Regions from separate parts of the Mus musculus genome. Here regions 1, 3, 4, 5 and 6 are each linked to region 2. The links are chromatin contacts, called in public ChIA-PET and promoter capture Hi-C maps. All regions are on one chromosome and are shown on one strand. Each heading gives the region's core, a stretch centred on a gene start, on an enhancer-like site or on the middle of the called end of the contact. The rest is flanking DNA. Distances are from core to core; before and after follow the strand shown. Region 1 overlaps Lpp (LIM domain containing preferred translocation partner in lipoma). Region 2 holds the start of Lppos (LIM domain containing preferred translocation partner in lipoma, opposite strand). Region 3 overlaps Lpp (LIM domain containing preferred translocation partner in lipoma). Region 4 overlaps Lpp (LIM domain containing preferred translocation partner in lipoma). Region 5 has its middle 39 kb from the start of Gm46545. Region 6 overlaps Lpp (LIM domain containing preferred translocation partner in lipoma).

Region 1 (3,756 bases), core at 26-2,525, 480 kb after region 2:
TTGCTGGTCTAGAATTCACTGTGAAGATCAGGTTGGCCTCAAGCTCATGGAGATCCAACTGGCTTTGCCTCCCAATTACTGGAACTAAAGACATTTGTCACCACAACCTGCCAAGTTTGAAACTTTTACACGTCTGTGCCAGTCTACAGTCTACCCTGTGCCTCAGTTATGGTGCCTTACAGTAAACCTTGCTTTCAAACCGTTTACATCCTTCAGCAAGTTGAATATAGTGGTACGTGTCTCAGCCACTGTAGAGGCTATGGCAACAATGTTACAAGGTCAGTTCCACCCTGAGCAACACAGCATCTCCCTGTCCCACTTTCTTTTTTTGTGTAGATAGAGGATGAGAGCAAAATATCCACCTCTGTTATTGTCAAAATTGGTTGGACTGTTCTGCATCCTTTTGCATTCTAGAAGTGGCTTGTCAATTCATATTGATAAAGCCCGCAGGATTACTCATAATTCAAATGAGAAGCATTGACTCCTTAAAAGGACTTCCAAACCATGAACATGATGTATCTGTTCCTTGATGTAAGTGTTCTTTCATTTTGCTCGGTGACTTTTTTTTAATTTTAAACTATAGAAGTCTTATGTATATTTTGGATCAAAAGCTAGAAATAAAAGCCAAAATTATAAAGTTTTTATGAAAAAAAACACTCCCAAGAAAGTTCTTATGAAATTAGGGCAGTCAAAGATTTAATGTAGGATATACCCAAATAAATCTATTGAAAGATAAATTCAATTTCATCAACATTCTAAAAGCGTGTAAGTCCAGGACATGGAAACTCTTGACAAGAGAACTAAAATTTACATCCATACCAGCCAGGGCTTGAAACAAGACCCTGTCCTCAAAAAACGAAAAGCAGAAAAATCTAAAACTTGTTCTCAGAAGAAACCATTGAAATGTGAAACACCAAGCCATGCATCCAAAATGATATGTGTCCAGTATACAGAGAGCAGGTTTCTAACTCAATCAAAACAAAAAACAAAAGGAGGCAAAAGGTTTAAACAGATGCTTTTCTGGGAAAAATCATCAACTAAAAATATGCTTGGTATCTGTGGTCCCCAAGAAGAGACTTCCTAAAGTGTCCCCTTACTTGAGTTAGGAACAAATTCAAATTGAAGAGATTCGAGGCTCTGCCACGTCCCAGGCGCGAACTGGGATGTGAAATGGCTGAGATTCTCCTGAACTGCTGAGAACAGGATCGTACAATGGATACTTTTAAAAGATCTTAGCAGTGTCTTTAAAAATTAAACACACAGTAAACATAACCAAGCTTTTCTCCAACATGTTCGCCTAAAGCAAACAAAACCCCTGTTTTCACACAGACTTGAACATAGAGGTTGATGTCAACTTTATTTGTAGTAGTCAAAATTGGCAGTGGCCCAAGACTCCATCTGTAGGTGAAAGGACAAATTGCATCATCGTCACACAGTAAAATGGACACATAGGGAAATAAGCTGGTAAAATGTGAAAGACTGACTTGCTGAGGGTAGGGAGGAATGCCAAGAGAAAGACATGGGTGATAGTTCTGGCTTGGTCATGGTGTTAACTATAGCTTTTACATTTATTAAAAATAATCAAAACATTTACGTAAAATGGCCTTGGTTATTACATTTACAGAATATCCAAAAGTATAGTATGGCTTAGCAACTAAGAAGACTTGTTCCTCTTTGAACCAAGACATGGTTCCTAATACCCACACTAGTATTCACAGCCTCCTAATTCCAGTTCCAGGGGATCCAATACCCTCTTTTGGCTTCCGGGACACCTGCATGTACACAGTACACACACATGCAAGAAGGCACACATGCAGACACAGAAATAAAATTTTAAATTTTAGTATATGGAAATAAACACCATGAAGTACATTTCTATATTTTTTTTCCCGTTAGACTGAAGCATGCTTAAGTGAGGGTTAGTGAACCATACATACTGCAGAGTTTCCTCATTTCTGCACACCTTTTTTGGGCTTCTTTAGAAACAATAAGAACTTAAAGGCTGTTTATGCTTTTCCCCCTTAATATTTAAAGTTTGTGTGCACGTGCCTGATTGAACCTTATTTACCTAAGTAAAATATCCTGATGAAACTTTCCCAGTGCGGTCTACTTAGATTTTAAGAATCTGACCCATTCTTTCCCTCCCTCCCTTCCTTCCTTCCTTCCTTCCTTCCTTCCCTCCCTCCCTCCCTCCCTTCGTTTCTTCTTCTTCTTCTTCTTCTTCTTCTTCTTCTTCTTCCTCTTCCTCTTCCTCTTCCTCCTCCTCCTCTTCTTCTTCTTCTTCTTCTTCTTCTTCTTCTTCTTCTTCTTCTTCTTCTTCTTCTTCTTCTCTTCTTCTTCTTCTTCTTCTTCTTCTTCTTCTTCTTCTTCTTCTTCTTCTTCTTCTTCTTCTTCTTCTCCTCTTCCTCCTCCTCCTTCTCTCTGTCTCTGTCTCTCATTTCACTCTTTTGATCATCATGGACAGATTTGGGGTGAAATGTAGTGCTTCTAGTGACTCTGGCAGGGAGCATCAGTTGGTTATGTCCTGTAAAAGGCATACGGCTAAAGAAGCTTTTGAATGGAAATGGAGTCCCTGTTCTTCTTTTTTCTGTGTCAGCTTTGATTTGATTAGGTCTGAAAAGGGGAAACTATTCAGATACACTAAACAGAAGAGCATTAGCCCACCCCCTAGTCCTTGTGTTACTGTTAAATTTTGGTAGGTAAAAGGCACAGTACAACTCACCCCTGCCTCCCTGAGAACCAGCCACTAAAGCGCACAGTAGGAGGGCTTTGTCATGAAAATTCCAAAGCTTGAAGAGACTCTTGCCTACAGCTTTCCTTGGGGCAGCATCCTACCTGTAGCAGTTCTGACCACTCTACTGAACATCTCTCAGTGCCTGTAAATCTTTCCTTCTGAAAGAGACTGACAGAGATCTAGTCACAAGATATAAGTGCATCTATTAGGCAAGTAACCAGATCCCCATCTTGCAGTAGCCTCATGTGGGTATGTAAGAAGCTTTGATAACCAGGTTTCTATTTGAATCTGGTCAGGCCAGTCTTTGGTTTAGTATGTGTGTGCATGTGACTCTTCTCTCCTTAACATTTGCTAACGATTGGGGTAGTATTTGCATACTGCTGGGGACTGGATGATGTAAAACTTGCTTCTTCTCTCCAATATTGTTCTTCATGGTGAGTTTTTATGTTTTACTTACAACTACTGAACTACTACCATGCACAACAAAGCTACACAGGTCATGAATATTCAAAAGTGTAGCTACCTACCTACCTACTTACCTCTACCTCTACATACACACACACACACACACACACACACACACACACACACACACACACACCACATTTAAAACCATGTACTCTCATGTAAAGGCACATAAACAAATGTACATGTGAGGGCCCTTATTAAATTAACCTCTACAGTCCCCCACAAACTATGTCCACAATGGGAATGTGAAAGCTGTCCTCCACTCTTTCCTCTTTGCCCATTTAGTCTGTTCCTTTATTCTGTGTATTTTGAAACACTTTTGGAATCATCCCCTCTTCCCCAACCATGCTGCCAACTGCTGGTACCATACTTTATAGCCAGGCATAATAGACAGCATGGATTTTAGCACTGAGTAACAAATGAGCAAGTGTTGGCTCTGCTTGTATTTGTTGTTGTGATCATAAAAAGATAAAGCGGTGTTAATATATGTTCTAAGGGGGTGTGGTGGGGTGTGGGTGAAGGGGGTGCCTTAGCCGGCCCATACCAAGGCATCC
Region 2 (3,652 bases), core at 79-2,578:
AGGATAGAAACACCCACACCCCCACCCACACACCCACACCCAAATCTGTGTTTTTGGTTAGTTTGTGACAGTGTCTATGTAAACCTCTCTTGTGCCGGGATGAAAAGCGTTCACTACTGAGGGCCAGAGGGCTTCCAGTGTCTCCTAGCCGGAATCTTAACCTAGTAAAAGGGGTTCTCATCGTTGCTCACTTTTACAAATATCAAACACAAAATATCCAAACCCAACCTTCCAAGAACAGGCTTGTCTTTATTCAAACCAGTTCACCCAGTTCGTGTATTTTCTTTTTTTAAGCTGTAAGAACAGAGCAAGCTTTCTGGTTGGTTTTCCGGCAGGGCAGGGTTGGGAAGCAAAAGTTAAACTCCAAAGGTTCTTGTCTTTGAACAAAGGACAGGAAGTTGCCCTGAAGCACTCGATTGCCATTGTTTCTCAAGGCTTGTCAACCACAACCTTCCAGGAACTGGGGTTAGTCACTTCAGTGGGTCAAGTCATCTGCCTAGCTCTAACTTGGGTCTAAGCTCACAGTTAGAGGCCGGGTCGTGCCTGGAGGCGGAAACCCAGCTAAGAGTAGAATACTGGCTCCTCTCCACGGGGCAGGACTGGGTCAGGTCCCAGCTTCGGAGCTCTCCTGTGCGAAGGGAACTGAAGTTGCTCTCTACCATCCCGGACTTCTGAGTCCTGCTGGAGTCCTGGGCGGGGCTCCGACGAGGCTCTTAGGGTGGGGGGTGGGGTGTTCCATGGCAGGATCTCTTTGCTCAAGCTCAGCTTTCCAATCTGTCGTCTGCAGAACAGACCCGAGTTGTGCCGGTTTCTCGACTTCCTCCTGCATCTCCTTCCTCTTCCTCCAGTGGAGGCAGATCCCTCTTTTCCTTCCTCTTCCCATGCTCCCTGTACCCCCTCCTCCCCCCGCGTCCCCTCCTCCAGGAAGTGCATTGCCCAGGGTCACCCACCTCGAGCCGCCGCTGCCCCCCGCGCCCCCTCCCCGTCCGGCTAGTGCGGCGGCCCGCGGGCACACGCCTCCCCATACCTTACATGGACAAATGCGTGCAGGCAAAGTCAGGAATTCAGGCCCCTGACGTCAGCCTCCAGCGCTCAGGGCACCGCACGGGAGACCGCGGGGAGGGGGTGGGGAGGAAGGAGGGGGAGAGCACCAACCAGCAGCCACTCCCGGCCTGCTGCTGAAGTTTCACTTTTTGTCTGTGGGTTCGCTCCCGGGGCCCGCTCGAGCTTTCCCGGGATAAGTAGCGTTAGCGGCGGGGGAGAGCCGGCCGCTGCAAGGTAAGGGCCGGCAGCGGGGCCGGGCACCGGGGAGGACGCGGGCCGGGCGGAGCGGGCCGCTGCGGGCCGCGGGCCGGGCCGGGACAATGGGAGGGGGAGTGCCCGGCACCTCCTCCTCCGCCCGAGCCTCCGCCTCCAGCCGTCGCGGCCGCCGCTGCCCGGTCCACCTCCTCCCCCAGGTATCGTAGCGAAGGCTTCCTCCCGCAGCCTCGGCCCGCGGGCGCCGCTCGACCCCCCGACCCCCCGGGGGACGGGCCGCTGAGGGTGGTGGGGAGCGCGGGGCGCCCTGCTCCGCCCCGCCCGCCGCGGAAGTGCGGGTCCCCGGCCGGGAAGCGGGGGTGCACGCCGTGGGGGAGGGGCGGATGCGGGAGTCCCCAGCGCGCCCCCGGCCCGGGCCTTTCTGGGTGCCCAGGGGGCGGGGCCGCGCCCGGTGGCTTCGAGCTTTCGTGGAATCCCAGTTGTCACCGCGGAAAGGGCCTAGGGACCCAGTGACTCGGAGTCTTCCCATTTTACAGTCAGGGCAGGCGAGGCAAAGAGAGGCAGGCTTTCCTGGAAGTCATCCCTGGAAGGTGGAGCCAGGTTAAGATCGGTGGCTCCGGACCTCTGCTCCCCTGCTGCCTTTTTAAAATTTTTTAAAAAATTTATTAATTAATTTATCTTTTTGTAAGCGGTTGTGGAGTCTCCACTGCTTTTAAGCACTGTAGGTTACAGAGGCCAAACTTTGCCCTCTGGGAGCGCTCACTGGAACGCAGGAGCCTAACCTGACTCAAAGTAGGAAGGGCCAAATCCTGGAGAGAACGCAAAGATCAGGTTTTTTTATGGGAGTTCGCGGAAGGACTTTTCTTATTTTGGCCTCCATGGCCGGACCCGAAATCCCAGAGGGGCCTGTGATTGACTCCTTTGAAGGATAGGGAGTTTTCTTAAGTAAAAAAGGCGAGGCCTTTCGTGTCAGGGAGGCAGCTGCAGACCAGAGAAGGCTAAATAAGGGTGGGGAGTGGGCGTGGGTGGAATTGTGTTCGTGGCTTGGGGTGGGAGTATGACAGGAGACCGTGTCAGTGGAGTTGTGGCTTGGGTACTTGGACAGGGCAGTGTAAACTGTTTCTGGCCTTCTTTCTCTTTAGGAAGGGGGTCCACTGCTTCCCCTCCCCCACAAGGAAGGCCTGGCAAGAGCTCTCCGCGGATCCTTTCTGGGACTCTCCTGTTTCTATACACTCCCTTTGCAAACTTGCCTCTGCAGTAAAACTTTTTCTCAAAGATGTTAGTGACTTAATGGTTCACTGTTTTCACTATTCCCGGCACAAGCGAGTTTTCAGACAAGCTTTAGGGGAAGAGGGAAAGTGTACAGGGCTACTGTAGAGTGTGTCAACCTCTCCCAGCGGGACCCTTTCTCAGTTTTACAAACAGGAAGTAGACCCCGGTCCACAGAAGTTGAATTGCTAGCCCCATATTCACTGCTGGATTGAGGTGGGGTGGGGGATGTTGGTGCAGAAACCCAGTAAGAATCTTGCTTTCCCAGGAGTCTCCTGGTGTCCTTGCCAATGCCAAGGGGCACTTAAAGAGGAAACTGTGTATCTTGTATGTAATCTTTGGAAGGTAGCCTGTGGAATCCAGAATACAATCTATTGAGGATTAGCTATGTGAAGGGTAGGGGGACACACCCGGGTCCTGAGCTTGGGCAATGCCTTGTCTTGCCTATCTTGAACTCCCTCCTTCCTCTCTTTCCCAACACCACCTCCTGCAATTCCTTGTATGCAGCTCTGGCCTTGGAGTTGGGCATAGGCAGTGGGAGAGGAAGCCAAGTTCCTGACTTGGTTATTAGGCCTAGGACTGAGTAGCACCCTTTGTGGAGGGACAGTCTCTTGTGCGAGGAGGTGATTCCTCTGAGAAAGGTAGACATTTCCAGAGTGGGAGAAGAGACATGATTCTGAAAGGCTTTAGGAATGTCGGGCCATCTAGTTTGCATATGACTTTTGAGGGTTTTGAGCAGGCAGGAACATGATTTAGAGAGTTGGCATCGAGAAGCAGCCTCCTGCTGCCCGGTTTCAAGGAGAGGTGATAATTTGGCTTAAGAAAATGATCATGGGCTGTTGTTTCATTTGCTTGGCATGTGTTGCTGAAGACCTATTATGTACCACCACTGTCAAATATAAAAATTGTATGGCAGGTTCTTATTTTTATTGAGACCGATCTTATTAAATAAGTTCAAATACACCTTTTTTTCCATGTCTTTATACCATTGAAATGTGATTGCCGCCGGGCGTGGTGGCCCACGCCTTTAATCCCAGCACTTGGGAGGCAGAAGCAGGTAGATTTCTGAGTTCGAGGCCAGCCTGTTCTACAAAGTGAGTTCCAGGACAGCCATGGCTATACAGAG
Region 3 (3,720 bases), core at 1,143-3,642, 360 kb after region 2:
TAATTTCCAGTGAGTACTTTAATTTCTGTTTACTGCCACACAGGGGAAACATGGATAGCCACAAATGGAAAACATCATGTTTGTCAAATAGTGTGCGACACTTATCGTGAAATGTGGTTGAAAGGGCAATACACCTTGTCCCCATTGTTAAACAGTCAACTATCAGTCTGTACATATTTTCCTGTTTCTTGACTATGTGGAAATATCATCGTGTAACTTCAACCGTGTTGTATAGATGGCTGATCCCACAGTTTATTTGCCACGGAACAGTTAGATTTGGGCATTTTCAATGTCGTTGCATTCCTTGATTGATATATAATTTGGGGAGTTGAGCTTTCTGCTGCTGGTTAGATGTGGATCTTTAATACTTTTTACCAAATTTCCATTCTAAACAGGATCATTTTGGATTCATGTATAAACCTCATGACAGTCTTCATATCCTCTTGAATAAGGATGGATTTACCAGTATCACTACCTCCCTTGTCTTACAGTAGCAATATCAATTAGGAGTGCCTGACATGGAGCTAAATTACAATAAATGCCTCCTTAATTAGAAAAAGGAGTTCTATTTGCTTGACTATACATGCAATATATTATTTTAATGTGTTAGTTATTGGTTACTCTTTAATTTTTGTTTCTTTATTGTTTTGTTTTATTTTGTTTTAGGCAGGGTTTCTCCATGTAGCTCTGGCTATCTGGGAACTCGCTGTCTAGGCCAGGGTGGCTTTGAACTCAGAGTTCCTCCTCTCTCTGCCTCCATAGTACTGGGATTAGAAATGTGTTCTACCACCTACCAGCCTTTTTTATATATAAACATGTTTTTAGTATGAGCCCCAAACTGGCCTGAAAATCACTCTGGCTCTTGGGTTGCCTCTGAATTTGTTGTAATCCTGCTGCTTCGACTTTTTACCTCCATACCCCAATGAATGCATTTAAAATTACCCTTTGAACTGTTTCCCCAGAACACATGAATTGAGAACTTACATTTAAAAAACCATTATTAAAAGGAAAATAAATAGCTCAGTTTGCGGGCATATGCCCTGTGATCCTAGCACTCAGAAGTCTGACATAAGTTCAAGGCCAGCCTCAGCTATTTGGTGAGACTCCCATCTAAAACAAACAAACAGCACAGCAAATGCTTCTCAGAAAGAGAACCATGTTATAATTTGTGTCTTAGAGGCATTAGAGACTGAGGGCGCCACTGGAATTAAGCATGTATCCAGTGTGTCCATGCATTTGTTGTCTGTTCTGTGAGGAAAAATACAGGTCTGATGTTGCAGTTTTCTTAAGGGGACAACAATTCATTCACTGATCAATGTCTTTCTAAATTTCTGCTGTGGACTATGATATTGTAAACTATTTAGGGTGTCTTGTTGAGTAAAAGTGACTGGCCCCCTTCCCTTGAGAAAGCAAACACGTATACAAATGATAATAAAGAACAGGAGAGTTTGGAGCTGAGACGAAAGGATGGACCATCTAGCGACTGCCATACCCGGGGATCCATCCCATAATCAGCCTCCAAACGTGACACCATTGCATTTGACAGCAAGATTTTGCTGAAAGGACCCTGATATAGCTGTCTCTTGTGAGGCTATGCTGGGGCCTGGCAAACACAGAAGTGGATGCTCACAGTCAGCTATTGGATGGAACACAGGGCCCCCAATGGAGGAGCTAGAGAAAGCACCCAAGGAGCTAAAGGGGTCTGCAACCTTATAGGTGGAAGAACAATGTGAACTAACCAGTACCCCTGGAGCTCCTGTCTCTAGCTGCATATGTAGCAGAAGATGGCCTAGTCAGCCATCATTGGGAAGAGAGGCCCCTTGGTCTTACAAATTTTATATGCCTCAGTATGGGGGAATGCCAGGGCCAAGAAGTGGGAGTGGGTAGGTAGGGTCTTAGAGGACTTTTGGGATAGCATTTGAAATGTAAATGAAGAAAATACCTAATTAAAAAAATAATAATAAAAAAGAGCAAAAAATAAAGAAAGAACAGAAGAAATGAGATATACTCAGAGAGAGAGAGAGAGTTCAGGTCAAGTTATTTTGAACTTAAGAACTAGACAGTTAATCTGAGAGAGGATTCGGGCCAACGTTTCTTTAAGAACCTGATACTTGTTTAACCAAAATCAATGTCTGAAATGTGAGAGAACTTGGTACCTTGGATATGGATGAGAGCTTGTATGTGGCATGTCGGTCAGACAAGAAATGAAGTGGCATAGGACATTATCCTTACTAACTTCGTGAAGACTTTTAAATGACAAAGTAATGAGACTGTATACGTGTGAGGGAGAAATCCCTCCAGCTACAGGGAATGATTTTCTAGGGGTGGACCAAACGTCTGAGGGAGCTGGAGAAGAGCAAGAGCTTTCTTAGTAGATATTGCGAAATGTGGACATATCTGACGTAGGACACTCCCTGAGTCGTAGCCACATTCAGTGTTTAAACAGTAACAAGGGAACGTCTCACCAGATCAACATCTGTTATGGAAAGCTTTTTGTTTTCTATAACATACGGAAAATATGTTTTCCTAAAAAACATATAAGGCATTCAAGTCAATAGATGAAAAGAGTAAATTGAACATGCAAGTCTAGGGTTCAGAATACAGATAAACTCTGGAGAGAGAAACTGTTAAGAACTTTTGTGATATTGATCATGTTTCGAGCTGTAGCTATGGACCTAAAGAGAGAAGGTGCAGAAAAGAGATTATGTAGCAGATTAAGGGCTCATGGGCAGCATGGTGATTATTTTCATTGTTACTAATTTATGTTAAGATTAGATAATTATTTGTAATGACATGAAATTCTGTTTAATCCAGATATGTAGATTTCTGTACCCTTAGACTGAATAAGTGATAAAGATGAAAACATTCTCAGGGGTAGTAGATTAATGTCTCATTTTCAGTGGTTCTCAGCTGGAATGGATGTACCTAGTGACCAGGGGGAGATTGGAAAGTGATAGTCACCTATTGGTCATCTTATTTGTTTGTTTGTTTGTTTGTTTGTTTGTTTGTTTATTATGAGGCAGGGTTTCTCTGTATAGTCCTGGGTGTCCTGGAACTTACTCTGTAGACCAGGCTGGCCTTGAACTTAAAATCTGCCTGCCTCTGCCTCCCATGTGCTGGGATTAAAGGCGTGTGCTACCACTGCCTGGCTTGTCATCATCCTTATTATGGGGCACTATCAACATTGAATGAGCCAGAAGTCAACATGTCTATTGTAAGCCTTAAGGGCACAGGTAGTGCTCCTTGAGAAGATGTCACTAGCTGTTGGCCACAGCTCTTCCTCTGGGCCACTGACAGGATGATGCCTGGGTCTCTCTGTGTTCTCTCCTCCCCAACTCTCCCTTCTCTGTGTTAAATAACTATGTCTACTCACCAGTCCAATCCACTTTAAAGTAGAAGATAGTTCTCTCTGTTCAGGTTGCAAATCTCTTTTCTGAGTCTGGTGGCTCACCTTCCTTAGCCTCTATGTGAAGCCTTTATGGATGAGTTCTTCAACAATACTTGCTCGAGCATGTCCCTTTTATTGTTCTTTGGTCCTGCTTTGGGGAATCCTAATTTAAGGCCATCTTCCCCAACTTATCATTTGTCTCAAATATATTTTCCTGGGAAACTTGTAATTCTAAAATAACAAGACTTAATTTTAACTTCCTAATTTCATTGTCTGTTAAGTTACAAGATTCTATTGAATTTGGAATTTTTGTTTAATTTTATACTGTCATT
Region 4 (3,710 bases), core at 459-2,958, 510 kb after region 2:
AGTACTTTACTGACAGAGAAGCTGAAGCACATACCTCCTAGTTGACTGACCAGAGCAACAGGAAGTCCTTATTGATAACATTTATAACATTTCCCCCTAACTCTTATCCCAAAGTATACCAATTTCTATTGTATTTGAATAAGAACATTTAAGGCCCAGAAGGAACTAAAATTAAAGAAGTACTTTAATTCAGTGCTGTTGTTTTATGGCTGGAAAAGCTAACAGCCAGAGAAAGTTTGTTGATTTGCCTGAATTCACATGTTTGGCAATGGTAGAAGCATGAATAGAAACCAAGAGCCTTGGTGGTACCTTCAGAGACCCTCCCTCTTTAGGAGAGTTTTGAAATAACTAAGCCTATGTGTCTACAGAGACAGAGTGATCCCTGGGGAAAGCTGGACTCTGCCCACTTCAGTAGGACCGTGAACCAGGACAGCATTTGCTTCAGCTCTGACCAGAATGAAGGGTCTCGTATTTCCAGGTTCAGTGCCTCTGAAATGTTATGCTAGAACCTTCTTCCTGCCCCAGTTTGTTTATTTTTAAATGAAGCATGAACTCACCAGCCAGTGTTTGACAGAGTTTGGATGAATGTCAGCATCAGGCCACTGCAATAATGGTTTAAGATTTATATTTAAATATAATCCCATTACTTATACACTTCATTAGGCTGAGTGAATTGCTGGCTGTGGTTCAGCAAAGTTCCTACTTTAAAGATAAAGGATGGAAAGAGAATAGGAAAGGAGCCTCTTTATTCCTTGTTTTCTTTCTTATTCATCTTGCAGCTCTTAATGGACAGAAGGACAATAGTTAGCCATCTACAGCGTAACGTCTGCACTGCCGAAGCCCTCTGAACTGCTCTGCACCACCAGAACAAATTGTCCATAGCTTTAAATTTCCTATAAGTAGAAAAAGAAAGGAGTGGACTTGGAGGGGGGAGGGGGGACTAAGCTATAAAATTCTACCTTGAAACTCTGTCTGAAATGAGCTCCTGGGTCCTCAGTAATATAACCTTTCACTTGGGGTTGGAAAATACAAAAGGAAATGAGTGTAAAGATGGAGAAAATCAAATTACAACCAGCCACCATTCAGCATCTACTCTGTTTCTTTAGCTTCCGTTTCTGAACATATAGAATGACAGTTTCTCCTTACCTCTCGTGATCACACAGTGAAAAAACATTCCGAGAGGGGGGCTGAGCTAGAGTCAGTAAGGTGTGCGTTTGATTGTTTGTATGTGTATGTGTGTGCTTGAATTTTCTTTTTAACTGGGTAATTGCACTAGGCCAGAGTCCAAGGCCCATGAGCAAAGCCTTCAAAAGAGGTCTTCCTTGACTTGTGTCTCTAGCTCACATTGCCTTCCAGCCTCTGGCACACTCCTGGACCCCGATGGTCTCAGAGCTCAGGGAATATGAGGCCTTGAGGTCCTCAAAGCTTGATTTTTACAGCATGAGTCAAAGGTCATCTGCTTTCAATCACTGGCTGTGTTCATTAAACAAATACGTTCTAGACCCTCCCAAGTCCCTGTACAGGAGGACAAGAGCATAGCACATTCTGTAAGCCGAGGGTCAAGGAAGGCCTGTAGTTTGTATGTATACAAAGATCTGAGATCCATGCCCTAGTCTTTGACCTCACATGAAAAATGACTCCAGGTTTCTTCTCCTTCCCTCTCTTCCACGAGACTTGTTTCCAGTAGCCTCCTGTGAACATTGACCTCAGAAGCTTCTCTCTCTGCCCTGGTCTAGGCTGCTGGCTCCCTTGTGTCTCTTCCCATCTCTCTCCCTCAAACATCTGAATTAAGCAGCCTTCAGAAACTTTCTTGGACAAGACTTTTAGCATTTTGTTGTTTTTCCTGAGGTTTTGCTTTTATTTTTTTTGAGAGAAAAAAAAATGCTAACATGAAGTTAGCTGGGTAGTTAGCTAGGAAGGGGCTGGGAGGAATTATGAGAGGGGATCAGAATAGCTGAAAACAGATTTTAAAAATTAGGTAAAATTAAAAAATAACTATGGGAAGTTTTTCAACTATATGTGGGTTTTCTTGAACGTTCAATGTCCTTTTTACCAACAACTGCATAGGGCTGAACCTTACTATAAGTGATATAAAATTTGTGGCTTCTTGGCATATTCCTTAATGATGTAAATCCTAATAGAATATATAAAGGCAGAGAGGTCACATGTGACTCACCCCTGTTGGGTTTTATGGTTTTTTTTTTCAATGTTTATCACAGCAGGTGATCCTATCATTGCTTTGAGAGATGAAGGTTGGAAGGGGACAAGCTTCATGCCAATGTCTCCTCACAGGGTTTGGCTTATATCCTGTTTGTTTGCCCTCTGTGCACTTGAACTTGAGACTCTCTGAAATGGAAGGGAACAGGAAAACTTGGCAACAGGAGCCTATGTGCAGTCATTGCTGGATATAAACATGAACAATTGAGAGAGAAGGCGTGAGAGTGAAGCAGGCTGTCTAGTTTCCAGCCCAAAAACTATCACATGAGCTGTGGTGTTCAAGGTCAAGTGCACAGATTTTCCCCACACAGCAAAATTACCAGGAGTTTGATCAGAAGTTCTCTTATGTGCTGAATGTGACAGGCCACTTCCCTCCCATAACCCGGTTCACAAAACCAATAAAAAAAGTTCATAGCTAGTTAACTTCCAGGACCCCTTTAGCACACTTCCCTGCAGAGGAAGGCGTGTCAGCCCCAAATGATGCCATCATTCCTGTAGAGCAGGTTCCTTTTTCCTTATCTTACAGAGATGTAATATATGGGGATGTAATATATGGGGATGTAATATATGGGGAGTAACAGTGCCTAACACGGGAAAATCTGCCTGAAACGTCTCCATTGCATGACTGAACCAACTACTCTAAAGCAATCTGGATGTATTGAATGCATATATTTTGTGATATTTTGCATTGGACCAAGTATTTTTATATAAATAGTAAACACCTTCCTTAACAGTTATTACATGTTCTGAGTCCCTTAATGCTCTCAGGGGTGGCTGAAGTAATTCAGAAGAATACAGTTGATGGTATGGGTCAGTTGAAATGAAATTGAATCTTCTAAGATATATTCCTCTTGAAAGTAAATATTTATATTCTTCCAATTTAGCCAAATGACCTAAAAAGTTTTCTGTTGTAAAGCATAACATATGCAAGTAGTTCTCCAGCAAATAGAGAATAGTTGAGTATATTTAGGCTCAAAGGGAAGAAGGAAGGAAATTCCGGTATCTTGGGAGGGAAGTAAGTATTTTCATGGTCAAAGCTGCCTGCAGGATGGGTCAGATGGCTGCTGTTATTCCCTCTGTTTTTACCTTCTTTTTATTAATAAGAACAGAATTAAGACATGAAGTAAAACCATTTTGGAAAGCAATTAGACCAGATATCCCAGAATCTATATCTTAGCCCCACCCTTGTCTTTAAATAACCATCCCCTGCCATCAGATGTGACCTTTTCTTCTCTTTGTCAGCAAGGCTCTCATGTCAGCCTCGAAGTCTATTTCTGTTACCTACCTCTGCTTCAAGGGCCTTCCTGATTGGCCTGTAGTTGAGGGTGTGCAATCTTTCTGTGCCTCCAGAGTGGCTGCCTTTGCTTCTGGGTACACCATTTACCTCTTAATCCTTTTCTGTCTACTTCCCACATTGGTAGATGCTCTCTTTCCCTCACACATAGACAAGAGTGACATGGGAGCCAGCTTGTTTTTCCTTATGTGTCTCTTTT
Region 5 (3,857 bases), core at 704-3,203, 350 kb before region 2:
TCTACTTCAATGATTTATTTTTAAATCTGTCTCTGTCTGTCTGTCTGTCTGTCTGTCTCTGTCTCTGTCTCTCTCTGTCTCTCTCTCTCTCTCCCTCTCTCTGTCTCTCTCTCTGTCTGTCTCTCTCTCTCTCTCTCTCTCTCTCTCTCTCTCTCTCTCTCTCTCTCTCTCTCTGTCTCTCTCTCTCTGTGTGTGTGTGTGTGTGTGTGTGTGTGTGTGTTTGGGGGATTGTACACATGAGTGGGAATACCCAGTAGAATCCGGGAGATGGTGTGAGGTCCCCTGGAGCTGGAGTTAGCAGTGGTTGTGAGCTTCTGATGTAGATGTGGGAATCAAACTCCAGTCCTCTGTAAGAGCAGTATGTACTCTCAACCACTGAGCCACCCCTGGAGCCCAGGACATTTCTACTTTGATTTAAAATGTCAGTGGAATTCTGCAGTGATGCAACGGGGTTGACACTCTGACCAAGACTTTTGGTCACACTGATGTTTTTGGAAGCCATTTGTTACTTATTTTTGTAGTAAAGCCAGTCCCCTCCCTTGCAAACATGTAAATGGTTGGGTTGTCTGTTTATTTGCTTGTTTGTATAAAAGCTTAAGACTCAGTTCAGCTATATGCTACTCTGTGTGTCTTTTCACTGGGCACAGCCAGACCCTATGTCATTTTGCTGATTCTTTCTTAATTATCTCAGACATTTCTCATAGTCCTGTGTATTCTAGATCATAAACTTTATCATAAAGTTATAAGCACTGGACACTGGGAACAATGTCATTTTTATGGCCATAAATGATGATAACTTTTGTTGGCTGCATAAATGAAGGAAGTACTTCATCCATATCTCAATTGTGATCCCAGTGACAGGACACTTAGTGGAGGCCTCTGTTTCATTCTATATAAGAAAGCAGGATGGCTAATGAATGGCCTCAAGGTATAGGCCACTGGGACAAGGTGTGCCCAACATGTACAAGGTTCTTGGTTTGAAAAGAAGGAGCAGATCTATTGGCTGTGCCTGCATCAAGTTTCTCACCTTACATCACCATGAAGGTAATGTCATATCATTTATCCATGGCCACTCAAGGGTGGCTTGAGTACACAGAGTGACCCTGCCAAGCTCAGGAGATGAGCGAAAGGGCAAGAAGACAACTTGTAGACTTTGGGTTGCCAGGCTCAGCATGAGGGCATCCCTGAGCCAACCCCCTACTGACTTTGGCCATGGTCCTGGATCTATGCTCTGTGCGTTAGCATAGATCAGCTTAGCCATTGGGAAGAGAATGTGGCAAAGGTTGGATGAGACTAGGCCTGAAACTGCTTTGACAAGACCTGGAAACAGTATTCTCTTTGCTCAGATGCTTAGAGGCAGAGAGAAGTCTCAGAGGATACAAAAGTCAATCGGACTTCTGTCCAATCTCATGGGCAGAAAAGCAGAGGGGATTGCTCTCAAACGGTGTGAAAGGAAATCTTGGCATCAAGGTGGGAGTGCCAGGACATCCTATAGACAGGAAGGAGAGGATGGTATCGCATGAGATACAGAGAGTGTCAGACAGAGATGGGAAAACTGAGCATAAGGCCAGTCTGAGGGAAGGAAGAAGAGAGGAGAGAAATAGGAGAGGGGGGACAAAACAAGGGAGGGGAGGCAGGCAGGCATGGCAGAATGAGGAAAGCTGGATCTTCCAGAGAGAAAACTAGGGTAGAGGAGAGAAAAACTTGAAAAGATGAGAAGAAATGGGGACAGGATGAAGAGCAAGTTCAAGCATGAGGGTGCTGCTCAGCTCAAGAGGCTGGCTTCTGTAAGCCTGGCAAGGGGAAGGCCTAGGTACAGGCAGAAATGTGCTGACTCCTGCCCAGGGACATCAGAGAACAGAAACAGATCAATTAGCCTGGGAGGGGTGCTATTGCCCGTGATCAGTTCCTGGCTGAGCCAGGCCAGGCCAAGGACTCTTACAGGATCAATGTACTATCAAAGGGCCAGTGGCTCCAGGGCAGGCTCAGCCTTTTCCCTTGAGAACACCCTGTGCTCACATCCCTTTGCTGATTTGGCCACCAGTTCTGTCCCGGGCTCACCTAAGGACCCAGTTAGATCCAGTCCGTTGGAGTTTGAACAGGCTTCAAAGATCTAATAGGAATCAATGCAGCCCAGAACAACCAACCCATGGGATGGTCTTGGGGCATGTGGGTGGAGTAGTAGTTATTTCGACCAGATTTGTCTTATAGATCTTCAATCAATAGAAACACATGTTATAGAGAGAAAACTTGTGCAAAGAGGCATTTGATATGCTGGAACTCTTAATCTTTATATTCTATGTCCCACTTGTCAGCATCTGTCTTGTGTGGCCACTGGGACAGAGGCTGAGGATACAGACAAGGGCAGACACACCTTCAGTGCCCTCTGGGGAGACCAGTGGCACTGCAGTTCCCCCTGCCCAGCCTAACAGAGTGCTTTGGAACTCAGAAGAGAACTCGACTGGTTCTGTTGAGAGGCAAGTGAAATATCTAGAAAGGGAGATGTTTGAGGGTAGCCTTAAAGGCTGAATAAGACTCACCAAGCAGATGGAGTGCAGGAGTCTAAGGGAAGGGAAAGAGTGTTGAAAGGTGAAAGGTGTGAGTTCTAATGGCTTTTGGATAGTCACTGGCAGGCCAGGCCAGTCGAGGCATATAGGTGAAGAAATAAGGGCCAGTTAAAAATCGGCATCTGTGAGGGCTGAGGGTGGACCTGTTAATTAGAAGGAGTTTAAGGCAGCATAGAAGTGGTCTGCTCAGTTGACATTTTCAAAGAATATTTGTGTCTGAATAAATTTGTATGAATTGGACAATTTGGAAGAACACCTAAAATTGGGCGTAGGAATGAAATTAAAGCAAGGTAAATGCTCTATCCCACGAGAACGCGAAGATGGCGACCACACTGATGGCTTTCTCTTGCAGAGAGCCCTTTGCTCCATGCCTGCTTAGGAATTTTCCTTTGATTCCTTGTCAGACAACTTCAGCCATGGCCACTTTCTCTCTGAGGGGTCTCCTACTCCCTGGAGTTAGGTTATCAGAGGATAAGAGCTTCCAGCCAGTACCATCTTCCCCAAATAGAAAGCATTTAAGGAAGCATTTAAACAGCTTACCTTTGAGAAAGGGCAATTATAGATTAAAACCCAGCCTTCCCCTTCTTTAAAAATAAGAGATTAAATATTACCCAATTTCCTCTGTACTCTGTTATCATTTGTCAATCAAAATACTTTTCTTGGAGCTGATGTAGCAGGAGGATCATAAGCTGAAGTCTAACCTGGGCTATCAATGGAGAACATGGCTCAAAACACCTCCAACAACAACAGAACAGCACTTCCCTAAGTTAAACACATTGATTACACTGACATTCCTATTTATAGCAAATACTAACATATACTTTTCATTTTAAGGGCCCACTTATTAATTTATTTTACATGGTGTGTGTGCCTTGAGTCTATCTATGTGTTCCATAAGCATGCAGGTAAATCCTGGGGCCATATGAGGATATTAGAACCTCTATAACTAGGGTTACAGGTGACTGTGGGCTCTGAGTTATGGAAACCAAACCTGGGTTCTCTTCAAGAACTGTAAGTGCTTCTAGCTGCCTCTTCAGTCCCAACATGTATTTTTTAAATTTTAAAACATTTTGTGAAAACAACTCTGATTCCATATCTTATTTTGAAGTCTAACATTCTATAGATTAGATAACTTGCCACCTGCTTTACTATTGATTGACATTCACTCTGATTTGACTTGCTTGGTTGTTCAAGTGACAGTGTCACAGACAGCCTTGTGCATGAATCCTTACATGGTTTTTGCTACTATTGCTATAGCAAGGATTCTTAGAGGTTAGCTTGTTAAAGCTA
Region 6 (3,462 bases), core at 183-2,682, 310 kb after region 2:
GACTATGCTTTCTTCCATATGGTTCCATCTGATTATACAGGGAGTATTTCTGCTTTGGGGGCCTTGTGTGATTAGATTAGGTCTACCTGGGTAATTCAGGTCTTTGTCTTCATCTCAGATTGTTTATGGTTAACCACATCTTCAGCGTTTATTCTGGCAAATAAAGAAATTTGTCCACAAGATCTAGAAGTTACAATTTGACTATTACTAGGTTGTTATTTTACCCATCATAAGCCCAGAAAAGCAGCTTTATACTCTTCTAAAATGGTACATTTCAAAAAGAGATGAAGTGTTCAGACAGGAAGTAGGCTTTTTCCTTTAGGTAATACATCCTGAGTTTATGTTGATAGTAACAGGGAATTCATTCATTTAGTGCAGACATATGCAGTCTGTTGTGTAATATCTCATTAAGGTCAGTAGCAGGTCCTTGCTAGCCAACAGTGATTTGTAGCGGTTTCCACGGGAAATGAAGTACAGTGGTTACCTGTTCTTGGAACACATTTCAGTATCTTGTATGTTGTAAATGTTCACATCATTATTTTATTCTTTCTCCTTGCTTTGGTTTTGCCCTGATGGGAATACTACTCAAGGTCTAAAGCCTTTCTGAATTTTGTTGTTGTTGGTTGTTATTAGTATGTTTTATTACTGTAACAAAAGACCTGGAGCTAAAATAAAAATTCTTGGAGGTTGACATTCAAGCAATATGGCTCTGTTAACAGCCAAGTTTTTCTGCCCTTACTTCAAGGCAAATGGCATCATGGGAAGAGTGTCCTCATATGCATATATCAGAAGGCAAGGTTTGCCTCCATGAGCATTCATTTCATAATCTGCTTTTTTCACAAGATCCACCTTCTAAAGATTCCCAGCTCAAGAGTATCACATTTACCAAGCTTCCAGTTTATAGACCATGGTAGTGTTCACTAAGACATAGGCCAATCATATTATCGACCTGTGAAAAGTTGCCCTAGCTTTTTCAAGCCGCTTGTAGCCTGCCCAAGAACAGCACGATTATGTGCCTCAGTTACAGTGCAGCCCACGTTGTGGTGCTTCCTGGAGCTGATGTACAGTGACTGAGCCAGCATAGACCTTCAGATATTCACCCCAGGAGCAGTACCCATTCTCCCTGGAATTGTGAACATATTTAGGAAGTCTAATCATCACCTCTGTTTCCTGGTGCCTTTAATGTAAGAATAGGTGATTAACGTGTATGCTTGTCTAAGACTGACTTGTCATACATATGAGCTGGAGAACAGAAATAGATGGAAAGATTTTTGTGATAGATTATGGAAGAGAAGATGTATTGTTAAGTCAAGTCCAGTTACACTGTTGAGTTGCAGAGCAGATCAGCTAAACAGGATGTTCTCTTGTAACTCTCCTGAGGTGGGCTCAACCTCAAAAGAGAAGGTGTGAGTGTGGTGTGCCCTGCCGGAGCCTCTACCGAGTGAGTCACTTATGTGAAAATGTCTTGACATACATAGAATTGTAGAGCCCACACTGTATCTGATCACAGAAATGTTACTGCATAATAGCAAGCTGGCTTTGATCTCCATGGGATTGCAGGCTGGGGGATGAGGAGGGGTGGCTTTTGAAAGGTCACCTCTACTACTCAGGAGAACACAGAGTATCAATCCCTTATATCTGCGAGCTGGTGTAGCAAGCATTGGAAGTGTGTGCATTAAAGGAAAACTGCCATGTATCTTCATGTGTGAATGGGGTGCTTTTTTTTTTTCTGGAAGAGCTTAGCATCCTGACTACTTTCCCTTCTATGTTGTAGTTGATGATATCTCACACCCACTGGTGTGTGAAGAGGAAGAACCTGCTATGCCTACTTTCTGTGTTAGTGATGTGGCATAATGTTTTCTGGAAATGCCACACAATTTCAAATGTGACTCCTTTCTAAACTTGCGAATAGAGTTGACAACAGTGAAATATGTCCTGTAAACAAACCCCGAGACACTATCTTTTGAATGAGTGGTAGTTGAATTTATACCAAATCCCAGAAGTAGGAAGTCCCACATGTGTGGAGTTCTCTCTGCTGCCCGAGGCCCACAAGGGGCAGTGCCGGGAACAAAGCCTGCATCACCTACTTACTCTCATTCCAGTCCAGCACAGCTGAGTCCAAGTTTTATATTCTATTACTCACAATCCAAATCGATGGTAACATATAATATTTTACCTTTATTGAGTAAAACTGCAACTCTCTTCTAAAGGTGATTGCATTGCTATGTGACTTTTTATGCTATTAAATTCTTCTACTCACATCTTATTTCTGGAATTGCAAGAGAAGTAACCGAAGGACTCATTTATCTCTTTTTATGAGGTACTTAGTGGACATTGTTGAATGTTTTCTGGATGGTGAGGGTACAATCACAAATAAAGTGAAATGTACGTCCTTAAAGGGTTCATTTTCCTGTGGGAGAGGATTCAAAAGCAGACAATTATGTACTAAAGTCTAACTAAGTGGTAGAGAGAAAGTTGAAGGTAAAACATAGAGGGGATGGGATGGTCTGGTCATTGCGTTTTTTTCTGGGGTTTCTGGGGAGACACTTAAGATGAGGTAGCATTGGAGCACAGCTACCTAGGTTGTATTGAAACAAGCTATTAGATGCATGTTAAAGGATGTTCCAGACAGGCACGTTTCAATTTTTTGTTATTTTAGGGGATAGAGGAGAAAAGACGGCACAGATTCTAGCCAGCAATGGCATGGGTCAGATTGGAAAGCAGCCTGGATTGGCTGCTGCACTCTGTGAATCAAGATGCTAGGTATCAGTGAGAAAGAAAGCAGCTCCTGATCATGGCACAGGGCTCTGGACTCTGGGTCTTCCTTAGAGGGAGCTGGGGAACATCTGGAGGCTTTGATGAGAAGTGTTCTAGTCATGGTGGCCTCCTGCTGGAAAACAGACAACAGGCAGTAATGCTTCAAACTACCTAGATGTGAAAGCTGGCAGGACTCTATCAATGAGACAGGTTGTAGACAGGAAGATCCAAAGGTTTGCAAGTCTAGGACTGATGGCCTAATCAACAAGATGGTGGGCAGATGGGATGTGAGTAGTAACCACTTACTGAGGTTCCAGCAGACAGAAAGAGCAGGCATTTGGTTTCCATTTTTAGAGGTGCTTTCATTTTGACATTTATTTTAGACTTTTATTTGTTTGTGGTAGGGTGTTGGATGTGTGTGTTTGTGGCTTGTGTGTGCACATATGCACACAGACACCGTCGTAGCTTATTGGGTATCTCCTCATATCTTTCTCTATGTTGTTTTACTTTGTGCATGTACAGGCTTTGCTTTCTTGCTTGTACTTATGTCTGCACACTATGTGCCTGCCTGGTGCCTACAGAGTTCAGAAGATTGCATTGGATCTTCTGGGACTGAATTCTCAGTTGTGAGCCACTGTGTGGGTACTGGGATTGGAACCTAGGGCCTCTGCAAGAGCAGCACTTAACCATTGAGCTCTACTCTTA

What was found. Promoter capture Hi-C pulls out the DNA fragments that hold promoters and counts their contacts. ChIA-PET counts read pairs in DNA pulled down with a chosen protein or histone mark.
Region 1: a contact with region 2 is called in a promoter capture Hi-C map of liver, with 5 times the contacts expected there. The contact joins the enhancer-like site here to the promoter of Lppos in region 2. A contact is called at or near these places in 10 of 39 promoter capture datasets (the 3T3-L1 cell line, 3T3-L1-derived adipocytes, the C10 cell line and 5 more), 1 of 15 datasets of contacts at CTCF or cohesin (large pre-B cells), 3 of 484 Hi-C or Micro-C datasets (large pre-B cells and liver), 14 of 115 datasets of contacts at active chromatin or transcription factors (the 230-238 cell line, CD8 T cells, the SCID.adh cell line and 8 more) and 3 of 9 other capture datasets (adipose tissue, embryonic stem cells and macrophages).
Region 3: a contact with region 2 is called in a promoter capture Hi-C map of liver, with 3 times the contacts expected there. The contact joins the enhancer-like site here to the promoter of Lppos in region 2. A contact is called at or near these places in 8 of 39 promoter capture datasets (3T3-L1-derived adipocytes, the C10 cell line, cranial neural crest and 4 more), 1 of 15 datasets of contacts at CTCF or cohesin (the NIH/3T3 cell line), 7 of 115 datasets of contacts at active chromatin or transcription factors (the 230-238 cell line, bone marrow-derived macrophages, craniofacial prominence and 4 more) and 3 of 9 other capture datasets (adipose tissue, embryonic stem cells and liver).
Region 4: a promoter capture Hi-C map of liver shows a contact between it and region 2, with 4 times the contacts expected there. The contact joins the enhancer-like site here to the promoter of Lppos in region 2. A contact is called at or near these places in 10 of 39 promoter capture datasets (the 3T3-L1 cell line, 3T3-L1-derived adipocytes, the C10 cell line and 6 more), 1 of 15 datasets of contacts at CTCF or cohesin (large pre-B cells), 9 of 484 Hi-C or Micro-C datasets (the Ba/F3 cell line, CD8 T cells, embryonic fibroblasts and 5 more), 9 of 115 datasets of contacts at active chromatin or transcription factors (bone marrow-derived dendritic cells, bone marrow-derived macrophages, cardiomyocytes and 5 more) and 1 of 9 other capture datasets (pancreatic islet).
Region 5: a contact with region 2 is called in a promoter capture Hi-C map of liver, with 5 times the contacts expected there. The contact joins the enhancer-like site here to the promoter of Lppos in region 2. A contact is called at or near these places in 5 of 39 promoter capture datasets (the 3T3-L1 cell line, 3T3-L1-derived adipocytes, liver and 1 more), 2 of 484 Hi-C or Micro-C datasets (bone marrow-derived macrophages and liver) and 7 of 115 datasets of contacts at active chromatin or transcription factors (the SCID.adh cell line, bone marrow-derived macrophages, epiblast stem cells and 4 more).
Region 6: an RNA polymerase II ChIA-PET map of memory CD8 T cells shows a contact between it and region 2, with 8 read pairs. The contact joins the enhancer-like site here to the promoter of Lppos in region 2. A contact is called at or near these places in 1 of 39 promoter capture datasets (liver), 1 of 15 datasets of contacts at CTCF or cohesin (large pre-B cells), 1 of 484 Hi-C or Micro-C datasets (cortical neurons), 4 of 115 datasets of contacts at active chromatin or transcription factors (bone marrow-derived macrophages, cardiomyocytes, memory CD8 T cells and 1 more) and 1 of 9 other capture datasets (adipose tissue).

Annotation. Positions count from the first base shown.
Region 1 is chr16:24,873,081-24,876,836 of GRCm38.p6, forward strand. The region is part of intron 9 of Lpp (LIM domain containing preferred translocation partner in lipoma); the gene reads left to right. Among named protein-coding and RNA genes, the nearest start is that of Gm22672, 9.2 kb to the right of the region's middle. Within about 2 kb of position 1,276, at least 17 of the 459 cell types and tissues checked have an H3K27ac peak or open chromatin away from gene starts, as enhancers often do. A contact at or near this core is called in 3T3-L1-derived adipocytes, adipose tissue, liver and 1 more, where this site is marked.
Region 2 is chr16:24,392,327-24,395,978 of GRCm38.p6, forward strand. Lppos (LIM domain containing preferred translocation partner in lipoma, opposite strand) reads right to left here and starts at 1,329. Exons shown (of 2, transcript NR_037954.1): 1 at 1,028-1,329; 2 at 230-781. It overlaps Lpp (LIM domain containing preferred translocation partner in lipoma), which reads left to right and starts at 1,024. Exons shown (of 13, transcript NM_178665.5): 1 at 1,024-1,278.
Region 3 is chr16:24,753,954-24,757,673 of GRCm38.p6, forward strand. The region is part of intron 7 of Lpp (LIM domain containing preferred translocation partner in lipoma); the gene reads left to right. Among named protein-coding and RNA genes, the nearest start is that of Mir28a, 72 kb to the right of the region's middle. Within about 2 kb of position 2,393, at least 4 of the 459 cell types and tissues checked have an H3K27ac peak or open chromatin away from gene starts, as enhancers often do. A contact at or near this core is called in liver, where this site is marked.
Region 4 is chr16:24,899,978-24,903,687 of GRCm38.p6, forward strand. The region is part of intron 10 of Lpp (LIM domain containing preferred translocation partner in lipoma); the gene reads left to right. Among named protein-coding and RNA genes, the nearest start is that of Gm22672, 18 kb to the left of the region's middle. Within about 2 kb of position 1,709, at least 11 of the 459 cell types and tissues checked have an H3K27ac peak or open chromatin away from gene starts, as enhancers often do. A contact at or near this core is called in liver, where this site is marked.
Region 5 is chr16:24,041,983-24,045,839 of GRCm38.p6, forward strand. No RefSeq gene overlaps it. Among named protein-coding and RNA genes, the nearest start is that of Gm46545, 39 kb to the right of the region's middle. Within about 2 kb of position 1,954, at least 9 of the 459 cell types and tissues checked have an H3K27ac peak or open chromatin away from gene starts, as enhancers often do. A contact at or near this core is called in 3T3-L1-derived adipocytes and liver, where this site is marked.
Region 6 is chr16:24,703,014-24,706,475 of GRCm38.p6, forward strand. All of the region lies in intron 7 of Lpp (LIM domain containing preferred translocation partner in lipoma), which reads left to right. Among named protein-coding and RNA genes, the nearest start is that of Mir28a, 120 kb to the right of the region's middle. Within about 2 kb of position 1,433, at least 21 of the 459 cell types and tissues checked have an H3K27ac peak or open chromatin away from gene starts, as enhancers often do. A contact at or near this core is called in memory CD8 T cells, where this site is marked.